2 separate regions of the Mus musculus genome follow, and region 2 is linked to region 1. A link is a contact called in public Hi-C data. All regions are on one chromosome and are shown on one strand. The core of a region is the stretch at or near the end of the contact, and the rest is flanking DNA. Distances in the headings are between cores, read along the strand shown.

Region 1 (3,894 bases), core at 236-2,735:
GAATCAGCCCACCTTGCTTCTACCATGGGTCTCTCTGGCCTGGAATTCACCGATTATGCTAACTAGGCTGGTGGCCCGCAAGTCCTAGGTAGGCCTGTCTTTATCCCCCCAGCGCTGGGCTTACAAGTACATGTCACTGTGCCCAGCTTTTCACATGGGTCTAGGGACTCACACACGGGTCCTCATGCATGTGCAGCCGGCACATTACTGACGGAGCCATCTCTTCATGTCTATAATGTTTGAATGCCATTGAGAAAGGATAGCTCCAAGCCCGGGTTCATAACTACACTCTAGATCAGCGCTGACTATAAAATCGTAATGTCTTTAAGCCAACCCGCCATTCCAAGCTATTTGTGTTTTTTAAAAATCTTATTGTTGGCATCTTTTTCTCACCTTTTCAATCAGCTCTGCTTAGATGCAAATGAAATCATGCAAAATAGCATCATTACTCAAACAAACAGTTCCAGAGAGTGTTTCCATTTGTAGTCTTAAAAGCTGATTGGCTTTTGGATATCTTTTAGTAGAATAAATATTTTTCAATAATATTTTCAGAGTCATATATATGTATATGTGTATATGTATATATGTGAGTATATGTGTGTATGTGTATATGTATACATGTATATATGAATATATGTATAGATGAATATATGTATATATGAATATATGTATAGATGAATATATGTATAGATGAATATATGTATAGATGAATATATGTATAGATGTATAGATGTTTATATGTATATATGTATATATGCATATATGTATATGTGTATATATGTATATTTGTATATATATATATTTGTATATATGTATATATGCCAGCTACACATGAACATGGGTTTAAAATATATAATTTATTTCTAACATCATTTTAGCTTCATTTTGTACTGGCTCCTTCTAGGATGATTATGACCAATTAGAAACTAATAAGCGCCAAATGAGCAGAACACTAGCTGACTGCCACATAGAATACCCAAGAGACAAAGGCTGTGCTCTCAGAGCACTGAACAAACACAATACTGTGCTTCAAAAGTTCATGAGGTGGCTCGTTGTACGTAATGAATGATGGCAGTCGTGGTAGTGGTAATGACGGTGGGAGGGAGGTAGTGACTGATGGTGGCAGTCAGGGTGATATCGGACGTGGTGGTTATCATACTAGAGGAGGGGGTTATGGCATGTTGCGAGTGATAGGAGAGGTGGTGGTGGCAGGGATGATGGGGGAGACTATGGTAGTGTCTGTGGTGGTATAGGCAGTGACTATGATAGTAAGGTAGTGATGGTGAGGATGGTTATAATGTGGCGGTGGTGATGGTGGTGGCTATAATGGTGGTGATGATGAGGTTATAATGGTGGTGTGTAGCAGTGGGTGTGAATGTGGTGGTGATGGTGGTGGCTATAATGGTGGTGATGATGAGGTTATAATGGTGGTGTGTAGCAGTGGGTGTGAATGTGGTGGTGATGGTGGTAGCTATAATGGTGGTGATGATGAGGTTATAATGGCGGTGTGTAGCAGTGGGTGTGAATGTGGTGGTGATGGTGGTAGCTATGACAGTGGTGGCAGTGATAGCAGTGGTGGTGGTGGCTGTGATGATGGTGGTGGTGGCTTTGATAGTGATGATTGTGCTGGTGATGGTAGCGATGACTGTGACAGCAGTGAGGATGGAAATGGTGGTGATGATGGAGACAGTGATGATGGTGGTGCTGATGGAGACAGTGATGATGGTGGTGATGATGGAGACAGTGATGATGGTGGTGATGATAGAGACAGTGATGATGGTGGTAATGATAGAGACAGTGATGATGGCAATGGTGATGATGGTGGTGGTGGGGATGGTAGTAGGGCTTTGGGGTTGTGGGACTGTGAGGCTGGTGCTGATGGTGATGGTGATGATGGTGGTGTTCACCATCTTTCTGGAAATATCAGCTTCATGGAATAATTGTCACTTGGAACTCATCACTTGAGAAAACTAATTTGAATCGCATAAAAATACCTCTTTTAGTGTCAAGCTATATACGCAGACAAGAAAGTTGGAAATACATATAGACATATTTAAAGCAGCCAGTTCCATGCTTTAATGTCAAGCAGCATTTATAAATATCCCTGGCAGGAACACAGATCTGTGGCTTGGAGGATGTTATTGTTTGAGACCTCAGACAATAAATCAGTGCACAAACACATACAAGAAAAAGTTATTATGTTTTTATCCTTCACACATATATCAATATTTTAGATCATGATTTTCCTGTGAAGCTTTCTAAGAACCTGATTTTTACCTAAGGACATTTTCTGTTGGGCTTGGTGGCCTAACTAGCCTATATTATCAACTCTACAGGAGGCTACACTCAGGAGACTCACGAGTTCAAGGCCTGCCTTGGCTACAGAGTGAGGCAATCATTGCCAACCATGACTACTTAGTGAAAGGGTGTCTCAAGATAAAACAAAAAGTACTAAAAGAGGTCTTGGAAGGTATCCCCATGGAAGAACACTGCCCAAGGCCACAGAGGGAAGGGAACAAAGGGTTAAAATGGAGGCAGTGGGAAGGAGAAAATGACCAGCACAGGGCGACGTGCTCACTGCAGACCTGGCACTTGAAGCTGAGGTGAACAAAGTAGGATCATAAATTTCAGGTCAGCCTGGGCAACATCATGTGTCAGCAGTTAAAGCAGAGAGACAGGACACACACACACACACACACACACACACAGACACACACACACACAGACACACAGACACACACACACACAGACACACACACACATACACACACACAGAGACACACACACACACTATATATATGTATGTATGTATGTATGTATGTATGTATGTATGTATGTATATGATAACGCTACCTGAGGATATTGCCACACACAGATTCTGTGGTTAGGTTTTGTTCTCTGGGTCTGACACCCAACCCTTGTGTCCTTACTGGCATGACAAGATCACCAATGAGCAGGTTATAATAGCTAACTGGTGACTCCTTTTCTGGGCCGCCCGTCCACTTGGCTCTGAGCCCGTGTGAGTAATGGAACCTTCTAGCTCCTTACAAACTTGTTCGGGTTATTTCAGAACATCAGTTCTTTGTCCTCGACTTGCCTTTTTACAGGTGACAGCCTCACACCCACAGGATCATAAAACAAGCATTTATAAAAGAATAAACGTTTGAAACTCTCTTCTAAGGTGGTGCTATTTTTGAACTACAGATCAAACACTGCTTGGATGGAATCCAGGCCAGAAAAACCTTTGCATATGGGTTTGCATGACCCTAAAGAAATAGCTGCCTCATTTGAAGTCAGACCACTGTCTCAGCTACTTGTGCTCATGAATCATTTTCAAATTGTTCAAATATCTGATTGAACAATTCCTGGGTGTGGCTACCATTTTTGAACACCAGCCCTACACAACTGATAAGAGTTTGTTTTTGAGTTCAGATCAAAGATTGATTATAACTTCCCCCAAAAGATTACTGTAAAATTGTTTCTATCTTCCTGGTTGTCTTTGTTAGGGTTACAGTTTCAGAGATTCAGTCCATTATCATCATGGTAGAAAACATGGCACCATGCAGGCAGACTTGATGCTGCAGGAGCTGAGAGTTCTGCATCTTGATCCAAAGGCAGCCAGGAAGAGACTACTTATTCACACTGGGCAGAGCTTGAACACTAGGAGTCCTCAAAGATAGCCTACACAGTGGCACACTTCCTCCAACAAGGCCATGCCTATGCCAACAAGGCCGTCACTTCCCATGGGCCAAGTACATTCAAACCACCACCCTGGTCTATGAGTTATATACTATAATGAGTGTATGAGTCTATACTATGATGGTATAGTATAACCAACTCTAACAATGTGGCAGACAGCACTAAAGGAGTAGGAGAAACCAAACATGGGAACAA
Region 2 (4,032 bases), core at 9-2,508, 360 kb after region 1:
GGAATACTATATGCATGTGATGAGGAGTTTAAATCTATTGGTGTGCATTTCAGAAATATAAAGGAAAATTACGTATAGTCAAGTAAATGCTGATTTTATGGTATGTTTCTATAAAAATCTGGGCACCAAGCCCAGGTCCGAAATATGGACCGATATAATAAAGTCGTCCATGTATACCTACAATTGTTATATAATGCTACCTAACTTTTAGGACCTTCCATTGCAGTGCTTCAACTTGCTCTCCTCCTAGTCTGAGATAGTCTCCTAAATTATTCAAGTATTTTTATCAGCCCTTGAGGTTTCTGGTTTTGTTTGCTTCAAGTCAACTTTCCCACATCCCTTGGCTGTGTCGTCCTGCTTCTGCAAAGTAGCTAATATACTACAAAATCTGACCACTACTACTTCATTTGCTTTCATTTCCTCAAAACGGAATAAATATTAAGTTCTTTACATTCTAAATCTTATGGAATCCTGTCACTTTTTAAAGTAGCCACTTACTGTTTTCAGTGTTTGGTAAACAAAAGTAAAGAGAAAAAGACTATGGTAACCTGTGCCCTAATGCCATCCTCACTCACCTGTGAGCTGAAGCACACGGGGAGCAGGAGGGAACACCGACTCGTAAACCACCTACCCAAACGTACGCTTAACACACATTATCTGTGATCATGTTGAAGAAAAATAGGGCGGGTGTGCACTCATGTGGATCAGACATGGACAACATTGTCAGAAACATGAACAGGGCTGTCAAATCAGTTTTGTCTTTTCTTTTCCTTCAGAGGCGGCTAATACTGTGTAAACTAAAAGTTCTCGTATAGTGATGGCCTGGCTGACCTTAGGTCACCTAACACACACACTAGAATGAGCAGCACATAGACTTCCTCTGGGGATAGGGAAAGCGCAAGTCACGAGTAGGGTAGGAGCTGCTGCTAAGAACGACTGAAACGCCCGCTGCAGAGGTTGGATGTGTCCTCCTCAGTGCTCATGTTTTATTAACATTTCCAGTGTCAACAGTACAATTAAAGGGCTTGCATCCAACCTTAAGTTACAGGTTAGGATTACTTTTATAATTCCATGTAAATTACAAATGGTTCAGGACTATAGTAAATATATTCAAGAAAGAATAGGTCCAAAGAACTCTCAGGAATTTATCCACACATGAATAGATGTGTTTTTCCTACATCTGCCAGCAGAACTGGGAAGACTCCCCACCTGGAAGAAAAGCAGAAGTGGGGATGGGAGGAGCGGCCCTATGCTGCTGGCTGACACCCTCTCCAGCCTGTCACTCCTGCTCGGGTGATGCTACTCCCCAGCAGATGCAAGGAGAAATAAGAGATGCAGGTTCTTTTCTACTTCATTTTCATAGCACCCGTCTCTTGCTAGAAATACAAATAGAAATACAAATCCTGCTCCTCCTGGGGAGTGAGATCTGCTGAGGGCGAAGATCCTCAAACACAGGCCCACGAGGCAGTGATGGAGAGATGAAGAGTGGGCACTCTGATAGGGGATTTAAAAATCCTCTTTCAAGACAAGGTATTCTCAATTGTTTATTTTCAAAACAAACTGGATCAATTTGGACTGTGAATTTAAAGATACTTACAATTAATCTTTGATGGTAGATTAGTAGGTGATTTTAGCATATAGCTTGTAAGAACATTGAGTAACATTTAAGAGTGAATCTGACATTTCCTCTAACAATGTGAATATGATGTTCATCACATTTTATTCAATGCTATTTTAATGGCTGCCCAAATACTTTATTCAGATATTGTGTTAATTGTACATAATGAGATTCAACTTGGAATATAAATTATTGAAATATGTTTTCTACCAAGAATCCAACAGAAATCATGTATATGTCATTATATCTTTTTTTACAATGAAAATTAATTTTTCTCTCATACAAATTATCCCAACCACAGTCTCCCTTTCCTCAATTCCTCCCAACTCCTCTCTCCCTTTTTTAAATTTTTAGCACATTTTAAAGAGAGGTAAATTATATTTTTATAACTATTTCTGTATTTTTTTGCAATCAGTAATATTCTCTAATGCCAGTAATAAGCTGGCAGGCAACAGAATTAGTCATCTTATTGAGATGAAATTCTAATATTATTTCATATTTTATGTTTAGTAATTAAAAATACATCATATCCTAAATTAAGCAATGTTGTTGTAATTCTGATTACTAAACATTTGCTATCATGTCCTTTACTGATATATGCTATGAGATAGTTAGGGGTCAAACACTCTGTAGTTGAGAGTTTATGTAGCCCACCCATAGATGGCTTTTTATATATTAATCTTTAATTGCCGTATTTTACCAACTTTGTACATGCTTACCATAGACTTAAGTCTTCCAAGGACCTGCCCTCTTTCTAGTGGTGAGCCTCAGGTAGCTAACCTGGGTTTTGTTTTTTATTTTTTTTATTTATTTTTTTTTTATTCTTAAGTTTGCTTACGATAAGGAAAATATGAGCTAATCTCACAGAATGCTTGTGAGGTCAGAGAATATCACTCTTTTTAGAGAAAAACACACACACACAAGATCTCTGGTCCTAATCACTAGAAATGACATTATCAACAAATGCATGAAGAACCTCATACAATCCTTCACTGAACTAAAAGCCATTGCCTGTGTTCTTGGCTGTAACTTGTATCATAGATATTAGCCAAATTAACACCTCTGACCTCAAGGCCCAGGTCTAGAGCAACAGCCCCGTTGCTCTTCATCTGCAGTGAAGACTGTAAGGACACTTCCTTGTCTTAAAATAGAGTACAGTTAGTCCTCCTTTGTTCTGACTTCTCTTAGTGCTTTCCCTATTTCATTGTCTTATGGTTACTTTCATTTAACAGATACTACAAACTAACCTCCGAGTGACTGGTGAACAGCAGAGGCCCATGAGAAAGCAAGGCCATGGATATCAATGAGGCATAGTGGGCTATGGGTCCAGGGTGTCAGTGCATGTGTTGTGAGGAGGGAAGGTGAAAGATGAGAACAGTAAGGGAGGGGTGGGAGCCAGATTAACAAGGCTAGGTCAGACAAATTATACGGCTTTTGGGCCCTGGTCTGAGAACAATGACATGCCATTTGAGGGTTTTCTGCGAAGATGCCAGATCATTAAATTAGCGCTTCAGAAATCATTGCTGTGACTACAGTGAAGAAAGGATCTTAACAAGGAAACAGGGGGTTTGTCACAATAATATACATAAACAGTAAGTCATTACTAGTTAAAAATTATAAACTCACCCAAGAGAGCCACTTGTGTCCTTTGCATTGTCTTACACTGTGGCAAGTACTTTGAAGCTGGTCTATTTTATTACCTGTGTCCTTCAGAACTGGTAGGGCATGAGGGTGGAGACCGGACCAGATTCTATCCAGTCTATTACTCCTTACGAAGGGCACTTCAATCACTTTGGTGGGTGAAACACTTAGCAGTTTGAACTTACAAAAATGTTCAGAGCTGCAGATGGAGTCCTTTGCAAAAGCACTCTCCAAGGTGTGGACCGAGGAAGGGGAGCCGGGAAAGCGGTTTTGGTTTTGTCTGAAGCATGAATGTCTCCAGGTGTAAGCGCTGTATCTTTTGGCTGTGTTTACCAATTTCTCTGGCAAACTCTAAAAATCTTACATTTTTCTCTTTGCTGGTTTTTGTTTGTTTGTTTGTTTTTGAATGGGGGCTGGGCAAAAAAGTTATAATGACTCTAGTTTGTAGAAACTAGAATATTAACTTCTTTTGCAATTTTCTGCACTGTGACAATTTTGTAACTGGTCACACTTATACTTTCTTTTATCTTTAGACATTTTCCTCCAATTTCAGATCTGAGTTCTCATGCTTTCTTTGAACAAATGTGGTAAAAGTGCTATTTAGATATTACAAATTGTCAGGAAAGTTGTTTGGACTTTTGAAGATCTGTCAGGTGAGATGCTAATGTAATTATTCTAACATCCAAACTGGTCAATGTTTATCAAGCAGACAGAAAAGAGAATTGCTTTTTTTCTGGCAATCTAGTTATGCTATGATAGAATTCTCACAATTT

Evidence for each region. A called contact is a pair of places that touch in the nucleus more often than the background predicts.
Region 2: a contact with region 1 is called in a Hi-C map of embryonic retina, with 2.0 times the contacts expected there. The contact joins two enhancer-like sites.

The regions. Positions count from the first base shown.
Region 1 is chr3:55,366,341-55,370,234 of GRCm38.p6, forward strand. All of the region lies in intron 3 of Dclk1 (doublecortin-like kinase 1), which reads left to right. Among named protein-coding and RNA genes, the nearest start is that of Gm9831, 35 kb to the right of the region's middle. Within about 2 kb of position 1,486, at least 2 of the 459 cell types and tissues checked have an H3K27ac peak or open chromatin away from gene starts, as enhancers often do. A contact at or near this core is called in embryonic retina, where this site is marked.
Region 2 is chr3:55,729,478-55,733,509 of GRCm38.p6, forward strand. The region is part of intron 41 of Nbea (neurobeachin); the gene reads right to left. Among named protein-coding and RNA genes, the nearest start is that of Gm46804, 24 kb to the left of the region's middle. Within about 2 kb of position 1,259, at least 5 of the 459 cell types and tissues checked have an H3K27ac peak or open chromatin away from gene starts, as enhancers often do. A contact at or near this core is called in embryonic retina, where this site is marked.